Regions from separate parts of the Mus musculus genome. Here regions 1 and 2 are each linked to region 3. A link is a contact called in public Hi-C data. All regions are on one chromosome and are shown on one strand. The core of a region is the stretch at or near the end of the contact, and the rest is flanking DNA. Distances in the headings are between cores, read along the strand shown. Region 1 has its middle 23 kb from the start of Prickle2. Region 2 overlaps Gm30688 (a long non-coding RNA gene). Region 3 overlaps Prickle2 (prickle planar cell polarity protein 2).

Region 1 (2,975 bases), core at 472-2,971, 210 kb before region 3:
CTTGAATGTTAGCAATTGTCATGAGCAAACACCACACCTAGCTGGCTAGTTCAGTAGAAAGCAAAGACTGTGAGAAGAGAGCTACCACTCATAACCACAAGTGTACATCCAGAAGTAGTGGTGCTCTGGATACCTGGAGACATGTGAATGTGATAACAAATACTGTCCTATGACACTGAATTATGAGAAGATATGTTAAGTGTCATTATTAGATCACAGTTGATAAACACACATTCCATCTGCTAACAACTATGGTCAAAAGAGACTTTCCTGTGGATAGTTCAGTTTCAGTTGGGCAGATATGAACCAGATGCTAGTACCCGGATAGTAAATAAAGGAAAGGAGCCTGTAGAAAACCATAGGGCTGAATGTGAAGAAGAAATCATGGTGTTGGCAGTGAAAGAAATATAAAGGATGCTGAGCAGACAAAATGACTTATTCTCCTTCACCATCCCCAGAATGGATTGTAGAATATTAAATCCATAGTAAGCCTATACTAAGCCAGGACTCAGATGTTTCTCATCTCCATGTAGCTAGAGAGGGTATAAATAAGAGCTAGGAGCTAATCACCACAAGACCATGTATTGACTCCAGTAATCAAAATCAGGAAGTCTGTGCCTTGACTGCTCTCCCTTGCAAGGTAGATTTGGCTCGCTAATGGCCTCCACTTGGCAATGCAACATCTTTCCTCGAAGTACAGCTCAACCCAGAGGAGAAAAGTATCGGCTAGCTGCTGAGTCCATGGTTGGCTCTCAATTAGCCCAATTCTTTCTTTGCCAGCCCCAAGATTTGCATGGACACAGGACTCTCTAGTCTCCAGTACACTGATATCCCTCCATGATTGTCCTTTAAGGAGAACAGACCTGAATTGGGGGCATGACAGGTGATAAACATGTCTCTGTGCCCGTGCTTCATGTGGTCATTAAGCCCCTTCTGAATATAGTGCTGAACTAAGTGATCCAAAGCTGCAGGTGCTGTGCTTGCTTTCTTCCTCCAAATCCCACTTTCCTATCCCCGTTCTCTGTCCTTGCTTGATTTAGTAGTTGGTGTCTTTACTCAGTTCTAAGATAACGGTGGGCATTATTATTATTTTATTTGTGAGTGGGGTGGGGTGGGTGGGGTGCACTTCTGGAGACTGGGGGTTGACTTCTGGTATCCTCCTCCATCATTATCTTAGTTTTTGAGGCAGGGTCTCTCACTGAAGCTGGAGCTCATCAATCCAGTTAGCCTGGCGGGCCAGCAAGCCCCGGGACCCTCTTATCTCAGTCTCCCTGGTGCTGGGATTATAAGCATGCGCTGTCACATCTGGCTTTCTACATGGGTGTTGGGGATCTCAACTCAAGTCCTCACGCTTGTGCCGGAAGCGGTTTACCCACTGAGACATCTCAGCCTCATTATGGGGCATTTTTGGTGGATGCTGTGTTGCAAGAAGGTTACTTGATGCCTCATGGGACAGTATCATGTCAATGCTTCAGTGCATGTTGTATTTCCTCTAGGGCATTCGCCACATAGAAACATCTCCAGTTATAAAGAGCCTTTGCTTTCTTTATTCTCTGGAAGAACCCAACCTTTCTGCCACACTCTCCCCTCCCCCACGCTCTCTTTAAATGCCAAATCTCCCTGTGGAGATGGGAGAAAATGTTGGGAGAAAGCCCGGTGGGGAAAATAAACAGTGGTCAGTGTGTTCACTCTGATTACAGCCTTAAGTGCCAGACAATAGCTGCAGTGAGCCCAAGCAAGCAGAGTTCAATACAGCTTTCTTCCCTCCTCAATGCAACTCTGATTCAGCCATGGCTACGCAGGAGAAATGGCGATCTAACTGGGGCAGCACAACCTGGGAATCGTGTGCTGTTCTCTAGGGCCGGCTCCTCAACGGTCTGGAAAGCAACTGAGACCAAGCTTGAAGTGTTTCATGGACATGAACCACTTCCACAGCAGCAGAGCCCCCTTACAAGCGTCTACCTTTTGTTAGCAATCGTACGAGTATGATTTCTAAAGCTAACCATCCAGCTGCTGTCTCTCAGGCCCAAATCTACCCGTGTTTTGGGAGGTGGTGCTTGAATAATCATCTCTTCTCTCGGGCTGGTGCCATATTAGATTTCACCACTAGGCGGCATCAGAGGGCGAGTGCAAAGCTCTGAGCTGGGGGAGGGGAGGGAGGCCTTCGCCTTCTAAATCTTACCAACTTCATCTTGCTGGGGAGCATTTGTTTTGTATCTAACGTTCTCAACACTACTTGCACTAGCCTCTTCCTCGTTGTTTTTTTTTTTTTTTTCCCCCTGCCCCACAATTTACAAGATTTCTCTTACTTTTAAAAGATGCTCTTCTGTTTTTTTTTTTTTTTTTTTTTTTTTTTTTTTTTTTTTGGGTTTGGTTTGGTTTGGTTTAAACACACACACACACACAATTCCAGTTCTCTGTATCCGTTTTTCACTCAAAACATAGAAGAGAAGCTCGAACAGCTGCTTCGTGGGGAGAAAGGTCCCTCATGCTTAAAGATCCAATTTCCTCCTGGGTGGTGGATAAAGCTAAGGAGATAAAAAATGACCTTTCACCTCCAGGAAACAGAAATGTAAGATTAATCTGCAGCTTTGAAACTAATGAGTTGGCTCATCGCAGCAGAGCAGCCCGTGAATAACATACCATGTGTGGAGCCAGCAACCTGGCAACTTTTGTTCATCATATGGGGCTTGGGAGGGAGGAGAGCTGAGAAAGGAATTCATTTTTAAAAATAATCCTCAGAGGATGCTATCTGCTAGGTCTCCACGAAGCTGGTATTACAGGAGGAAGAGATTGGGGGTGGGGTGGGGGTGGGGGAGATCATGAGCCTCTAATGAGCTTGGCTTTTCCCTGCAGAATAACAGAAGGATTCAGACAGGCAGGGAGACTGTGAGGTGGTTAAGGCCATGATCTTGGAGTTGGACTCCTTGGTATCTAAGGCTGATCTGTGGATTCCTCCATGTGTAATCGTGGGT
Region 2 (3,083 bases), core at 16-2,515, 230 kb after region 3:
ATGTCTCCTCACAGAAAAGTCTACCCTTGATTTAGGCCCTCATCAGTTCATCGAGTGACACCTGAGTCAGACTCTTGGCTGTGGGTTGGGCGCCCATCGTAGGACTATGATTAAGGCAACCATCATTGACCAGTTTCTTTCTATACTTCCCCAGCTTCTTGTTCCCTGCTAACCAAACTAACCTTCAGGACCACTACAGCAATCTGGATGTCTTGTTTAACTAGCAAACTCTAATATGTCCAGCTAGCCACTTCTGTGTGTTCCACCTCAATGGGAGAGAAGTCAAGAGTACGTTGAAGGACACCCATCTCAGGCACCACTGCTTGCTCCGTGCAGGGGTTCCATGTTCCTCTTCTCTTTGAAGGGAACTTCTAACAGAGAGTCTTTGCTGGGTCAAATTATATTCCTCAGCCTGTAGACTTCCTTGGGTGCTGTAATAAGTCTGGACAGCCTTCAGTGAAGATCATGGTTGTCAGTTAAACCCTATCCATCCACTCCTAATACCTTTTTTTACTCACTTTTTATCCAGCACCCTAACCTGCTCCTTAGCCATCCACTTGCACTTGACAGTGCTACCTCAGATGAGCCCCATCCCTCGCCCCCTATCACAGTGGACACCCATGGGACTTTTGTTTTTTAGCACCATTTCTAATCTTTGCTGTCCACCCTTCTCCACCATGTGGAGTTCCCAGCACCTAGACTCTGCAGCAGTCCTTCGACACCCCATGCCCAGCCTGAGTGTCTTCTCTCTGTGTGGCTCTAGACCCTTCTGAATGCCAAAATGCAGTGAGGCTCTTTGTCTCGAAGCTCAGACTCTTGGCATGCTATGCATCAACCTTATTATTCTACTCCCTGGGGGAAAAAAATCCCAACACTTACCTTCATAAACCGATCTTCCCTGACCCTGGAAGTGTCAATATGCCTGCCCCATCTGGGCTATTGATCTCAGTCTTGTCCACGTTGAAGGCTCTGTTACTTCCCTCATTGACCTGTGGTCACCCTACACCATCTTCCCCCATTCAGCTGTTCTGTGTTGGGTGGGACTTCCTCAGTGGCAGCTCTCTTCTGCATTTGTGTGACTTCCCCTTCCCACTTTCTCCCATCCAAGGCCTGATTCTGCTTATCTTCTAAAGTCAGACACGGTTCAGGGTGTTCTGGCTGTAGACTCTTGGCCCGTTTCTAAGCATGCAGGTGTCCCTGAAGATCTCCACCCTTACCTCTCAGCTCTGACTACATCTACTCCTTGTTCCCACTGAGAATGGGTCAGCCTGCTTCCCTGTCAGCACTTAGATGCTAGCTAGATGCACATAGCAGAGGTCTAAGAGCATTGATGCATGTGAGGCAATCTTCGCTCCTACCATCCCAACCCATCTCCCTGTTTTCCTCATCTTAGGAAAAGGGGTATTTTTCAATTTCAGAGGACAAATATCAGGTTGCTTTCTACTTCAGCCCAGGCTTGTTCCAAAGTCCAATCGTGCCCTCTGCTGGCTCACTTGAGAATCTCACTTTTACAGCTTAGTTCAGGATATGGCTGTGCCCAGATTCCACCTTCTCTCTCTCACTCACCTGTTCATTTGTCCTCCCGTGAGCAACATATAAAATTAGAGTCCCATTTTATTGAAGATGCCAAGGCTGGTGTCTCCCTGTGTGAGCCAGTTTGCATACCCTATATGGGAAGCTCATGGCAGCGAGTGATGGAGTCTGTGGTGAAGGACAGTGCCTACCATATGGACCATGTGTACATGCCATGTGAGCCATAAAGCACCACAGGACCTGTCTCATCCAGCTTTACTCATTCCTCCTCCACTCAGGCCACACTGTCCTTCTATGCTCTTTATTGACTACAACAAGCCTTGCTATACTGGCTTTCTGCTGTCCCTGGGTATTCCCCTCTGTGTGCAATCCAAAGGGCTTATCTGCATAGTTATACTATACTCATTCACATGTTTTACAGAGATTCTTCAGGGATGTTGGCATTTGACCTTTCTCCCATCTCGTAGCCTAGAATAGTCTTTGGGGTGTAGTAAATACTCAAATCTGTACCAATGAGGTGGCAGGATGGGCGCATCAGGGGATATGGCCCTTGCTTTGGCTCATCGATGCCTCTACAGCAGCGTTCTCAACCTTCCTAATGTGAAACTCTTTAATACAGCTCCTCATGTTGTGGTGACCCCCAACCATAGTTATTTTCATTGCTAACTTCATAACTGTAATTCTGACACTGTTATGAATCGTAGTATAAATATCTGATATGCAGTTTATCTGATATGCAACCCCTGTGAAAGTGTCATTTGGCTCCAAAGGGTCGTGACCCACAGGTTGAGAAACACTGCTCTACAGCATTCCACTTGGAGTTATGCCAGTTTACCATCACCTCATTTGAGGGCATTTGGGTTCTCCATTCGTTCAGTGCTATAAACAAGTTACATCACACAGCCCGGGATCCTTGTGTTCCCATTCACAGGTCAGTACAGTAAGAAATTAGTAATGCCAGTGTCTCCATTTGGGTTTCATTGCTATGAAGAAACACTAACTATGACCAAGGCAACTCTTGTAAAAGACAACATTTAACTGGGGCTGGCATACAGTTTCAGAGGTTCAGTCCATTATCATCCTGGCAGGAAGCAGACAGACACAGTGCGGTAGAAGGAGCTGAGAGTTCTGCATCTTGTTCTGAAAGCAGGCAAGGAGACTGTCTTCCGCATGCAGCCGAGAGGAGGGTCTCTTCTGCACTAGGTAGAGCCTGGGCATAGGACCTCAAAGCCTGCCTATACAATGACACACTTCCTCCAACAAGGCCACACCTATTCCCACAAGGCCACATCTCCCAGTAGTGCCAGTTCCCTTGGGCCAAGCATATTCAGTCCACCCTCTTCCTCTACCTGTGTTTTAAAAATGGAATGCTGAACGTCTTCCCCTAAGGTAAATGGCTCACTAGAAAATGCTCACACAAAGCTCTTGGGTGTAGCTCACAGACAGAGCATTTATTATCTAGCATACATTTGGTCCTTGGCCCCATCTCAAACCCTAGGAGCAAAGCAAAGTCGATGAGGTTTCATTCTGCTAGTGGACCTCTTTCCCCT
Region 3 (3,250 bases), core at 701-3,200:
ATAAACCTGCAGACTGTCTAGCAAAATCCTCAATGCTAGGCATGGGGAACTTCCTTTTGAGTTATTGGTCAGGGGAGTTCAAGAGACTCCCAGAACAATACAGGTTATTGCCATTGTCCGTGGTTGCCTCCCATATGAATGCAATATCTAGTGCTGAAATCATGACACACTTTGGACTACACACTTGAAGGAGGAACTGAGCTGAGACAGGGATGGTCAGGCTTCCCCCGGTTATCCATCCATTCCCAAATGGTCATCCCTAAAACACACACCCATACACACACACACACACACACACCACTAAAGGGAATCAACAGATTGTATTTATAAATCTCTGTGTATGTGTAACAATAATAACTAATGAAGAGGTTATGAATTTGAAAGGAAGTATGTGGCAGGAGGTATGAGAGGACTTAGAGACAGGATGGGGAAAATAATTTAAATATATATGAATTCTCAAAAAAAAAACTGGTTAAAAAAGAATAGAAAAGAAAAGGAAAGATACCACGATTTTACATTTAGTTATGCATAAGATTTTGGTTGGTTTCTAGTTAGATGCCACTACAGACAGTGCTGGTGCCAGGTAATCTTAACTGCCAGTTGGATACAACACAGAATCATCTGGAAAGAAATTCTTAAGGAGGAATTATCTAGCTCAAGTTGGCCTTGTCTTGCTTGTTAATTGAGGTAAAGACCACCCTCGATGTAGGCAGCTCCAGTCTACGAGCCACGCCCTGAGCTACGTAAGAGGGAAGAAAGCTCATTCTGCAGCCTGTGAGCAAGGACCTGTGGCTGTGGGGGAGATGCACTAAGTTCTTGGCTTGCTTTGCTGAAGGGAGGGCCTGTGACCTGAAATTGTAAGCCAAGTAAACCCACCGTCTTGGTGTTCTATCTAAGCTGGGCATTCTATCACGGACATTTTAGCAACTTAGCTTTCAAGAGAACGTATAATGTCAAAACGCAACCCTTTGCTCTTTTAACCATTAACTTTCCCCATAATCAATTGTTCCAGCTACTGCATCACATGGAGAACTTTAAAAACAAAAGTATCTTAGCTGAACAGTTTATACAAAACAGAACCTTCACAGTTCTGGAAACTGGGGGCATCTAGCAAATTCACTGGCTGCTGTCATGATAGCTTCTGTCTACCTGTGTCTCATATGATGGACAGAAGAGCGAGCTAGCTTTTTGAGAGAGCATTTACTCTTTCTTTCTTTCCTTCCCTCCCTCAATCCCTCTCCCCTCTCTTCCCTTCTCTGTCCCCTCCTTCCTCCTCTCCTTTGTGAGTCAGGGTCTCTCTTTGTAGTACATGCTTGCCTGGAGTTGACTGTGTAGCCCAATCTGTCCTTGAACTCAACAGATCCTACAGCTTCAGCCTCTGGAATGCTGAGGTTACAGATGTGAACCCCTGCGCTTGGCACTGGGGATCCCTTCATATAGGGTACCCATTCAATCTAGAGAGCTCTATCCTGAGGACCTAGTTTACCATCTAAAAGCTTCTACCTCCTAGTACTGTCACCTCAGGTTAAGATTTCAACATAATGAATTGGGGAGTGTAGACACCCAGGTGATTGAAAGGGACTGTTCTCTTTCTATGGATTTCCTGTCCACCGCCCTCCCAAGCTATTATTGCCATCCTCTGCATGTTCTTGATGTGCTGAAATGTTTTAAACAACCACTCTTTTCAAAATGCACCCTCTATTACCTTGTAGTAGAACGGGGATAGGATGTGTGAATCTGCTCTGTGTCCCGGATTCCCATTTGACACTGCTCATTTGCCAACCCCTTCTTCCTCTGACTCTTTTGAGGAGAAAGAGGATGGCCATCACGAACAGCTCCTACCTTCCCATTTCAAATTCCAAAGACTGGATTTGGAGCAACCCAGACTGTCGTGCAGACGATAGCTGAAGGTTGGGGCAGAGGCAGCAGTTAGTGGGAGGAGCTGGCACAGGCTGTCAGAATGCTATGGACATGAGCCAGAAACCTGGTGCCACTTTCCAAAAGGCTTAGGAGTTGCCAGGCGAGCTCAGCCATATGATTCTTCTTTTGCCCAGCAAACTAAAACCTATGTTTCCTCGGCTAGTATGGTCGGATCAAGATACTTCCTGGATCCTCAAGCTGATTTTGGTCATAGAATCATAAATGAAACATGAAGATGATGTGCCAACTGGGTAATAACAAATGTGAGTGAGTTGGCCTAGGATTCCATTCATTTGTGTCACTTTGGCAATTGTTGTGTTAGTTGGAAAAAATGCTACATGTTGGGCTCAGTTACCAAAACACTCCAAAGAAATGTAAATAATATTAGGCTCAGTGCCCCACGCTCCTTACTGACTTGTCACTTTCTTATTAGGTGGCCTTTAAAATGCCTCTGTGATAGATGAGTGAGGAAGGGGGCATTGGGAAAAATGTAGTTTAAATGTCTCTGGTAGGCTCTTGTGTCAGTTTTTCTTGCCTAATAACCAAGAAGTGAGGAGGGGGGAAGGGGAGAGAAATGGTTAGGACAGGTAAGCAAGAGACTCTGGGAAATTTGTTTTCTCTTCAAATCAATAAACAATTATGCTATGCTTTTCTGTGGGAATGTAATAGCTGACAAAAGAGAATCAATGATGAAGTTATTCTGCCTTCTGGAGGTACGATTATAATAGCAGTTGTCACTTACTGAGCGTTTTCTTTATAACCAGCAGTGTGATAGGGACTTTTCTACACCATGGGTCAGTGGATGCTTTGTTAAGATCCACATGAAAAAACTAAAAGTTTTTTTTTTTTTTCAAATCGAGAGGTAAAATCAAGGGTGTACTTATTTAAACAACAAACAAATTCCCACAGAATTCGATTGATTAAATTAAAAATATTAAGAGGTAAGTGATATTCTTTTGGGAAGGTGAGGAGGAAAGGATAAAGGGCATCTAGATTTCCTAGATGGCAAATGCTCCTCTATAAAACTCTCTTGAAGCTCAAGAGTCACAAAAGCAGGTGGTGGGCTGGCTTTGCCCCCATAGACCTTAGCTTTATTTACATATTGCCTGAGAGCAGCTGTAAAGGTCTGGTCTCACTGCTTCACTGTCCTGTAGACCCAGATTTGTTTTGTCCTGCCCTGCCAACTTAGCATATGGCCTCTTTCTTCAAAGTCACTCCACAGTCATAGTCTGACCAACCACTGCCACCACATCTGCAGTCCAGGCAACAAGAAGCAAAATGGAGGGAGATAAATCTCTCTTGGCTCACGTCTTGGAAGGAGATTTCCCCA

The links. Hi-C and Micro-C count contacts between places; a contact is called where the count stands out from the background.
Region 1: a contact with region 3 is called in a Hi-C map of cerebral cortex, with 1.9 times the contacts expected there. The contact joins two enhancer-like sites. A contact is called at or near these places in 1 of 39 promoter capture datasets (hippocampal neurons), 9 of 484 Hi-C or Micro-C datasets (cerebral cortex, cortical neurons, embryonic fibroblasts and 4 more) and 2 of 115 datasets of contacts at active chromatin or transcription factors (forebrain and neural progenitor cells).
Region 2: a Hi-C map of cortical neurons shows a contact between it and region 3, with 2.8 times the contacts expected there. The contact joins two enhancer-like sites. A contact is called at or near these places in 5 of 484 Hi-C or Micro-C datasets (cerebral cortex, cortical neurons and uterus) and 1 of 9 other capture datasets (liver).

Annotation. Positions count from the first base shown.
Region 1 is chr6:92,727,452-92,730,426 of GRCm38.p6, reverse strand. No RefSeq gene overlaps it. Among named protein-coding and RNA genes, the nearest start is that of Prickle2, 23 kb to the right of the region's middle. Within about 2 kb of position 1,721, at least 67 of the 459 cell types and tissues checked have an H3K27ac peak or open chromatin away from gene starts, as enhancers often do. A contact at or near this core is called in cerebral cortex, cortical neurons and forebrain, where this site is marked.
Region 2 is chr6:92,285,088-92,288,170 of GRCm38.p6, reverse strand. All of the region lies in intron 1 of Gm30688 (a long non-coding RNA gene), which reads right to left. Among named protein-coding and RNA genes, the nearest start is that of Gm30688, 17 kb to the right of the region's middle. Within about 2 kb of position 1,265, at least 14 of the 459 cell types and tissues checked have an H3K27ac peak or open chromatin away from gene starts, as enhancers often do. A contact at or near this core is called in cortical neurons, where this site is marked.
Region 3 is chr6:92,520,566-92,523,815 of GRCm38.p6, reverse strand. The region is part of intron 2 of Prickle2 (prickle planar cell polarity protein 2); the gene reads left to right. Among named protein-coding and RNA genes, the nearest start is that of Gm38862, 120 kb to the right of the region's middle. Within about 2 kb of position 1,950, at least 37 of the 459 cell types and tissues checked have an H3K27ac peak or open chromatin away from gene starts, as enhancers often do. A contact at or near this core is called in cerebral cortex, cortical neurons and forebrain, where this site is marked.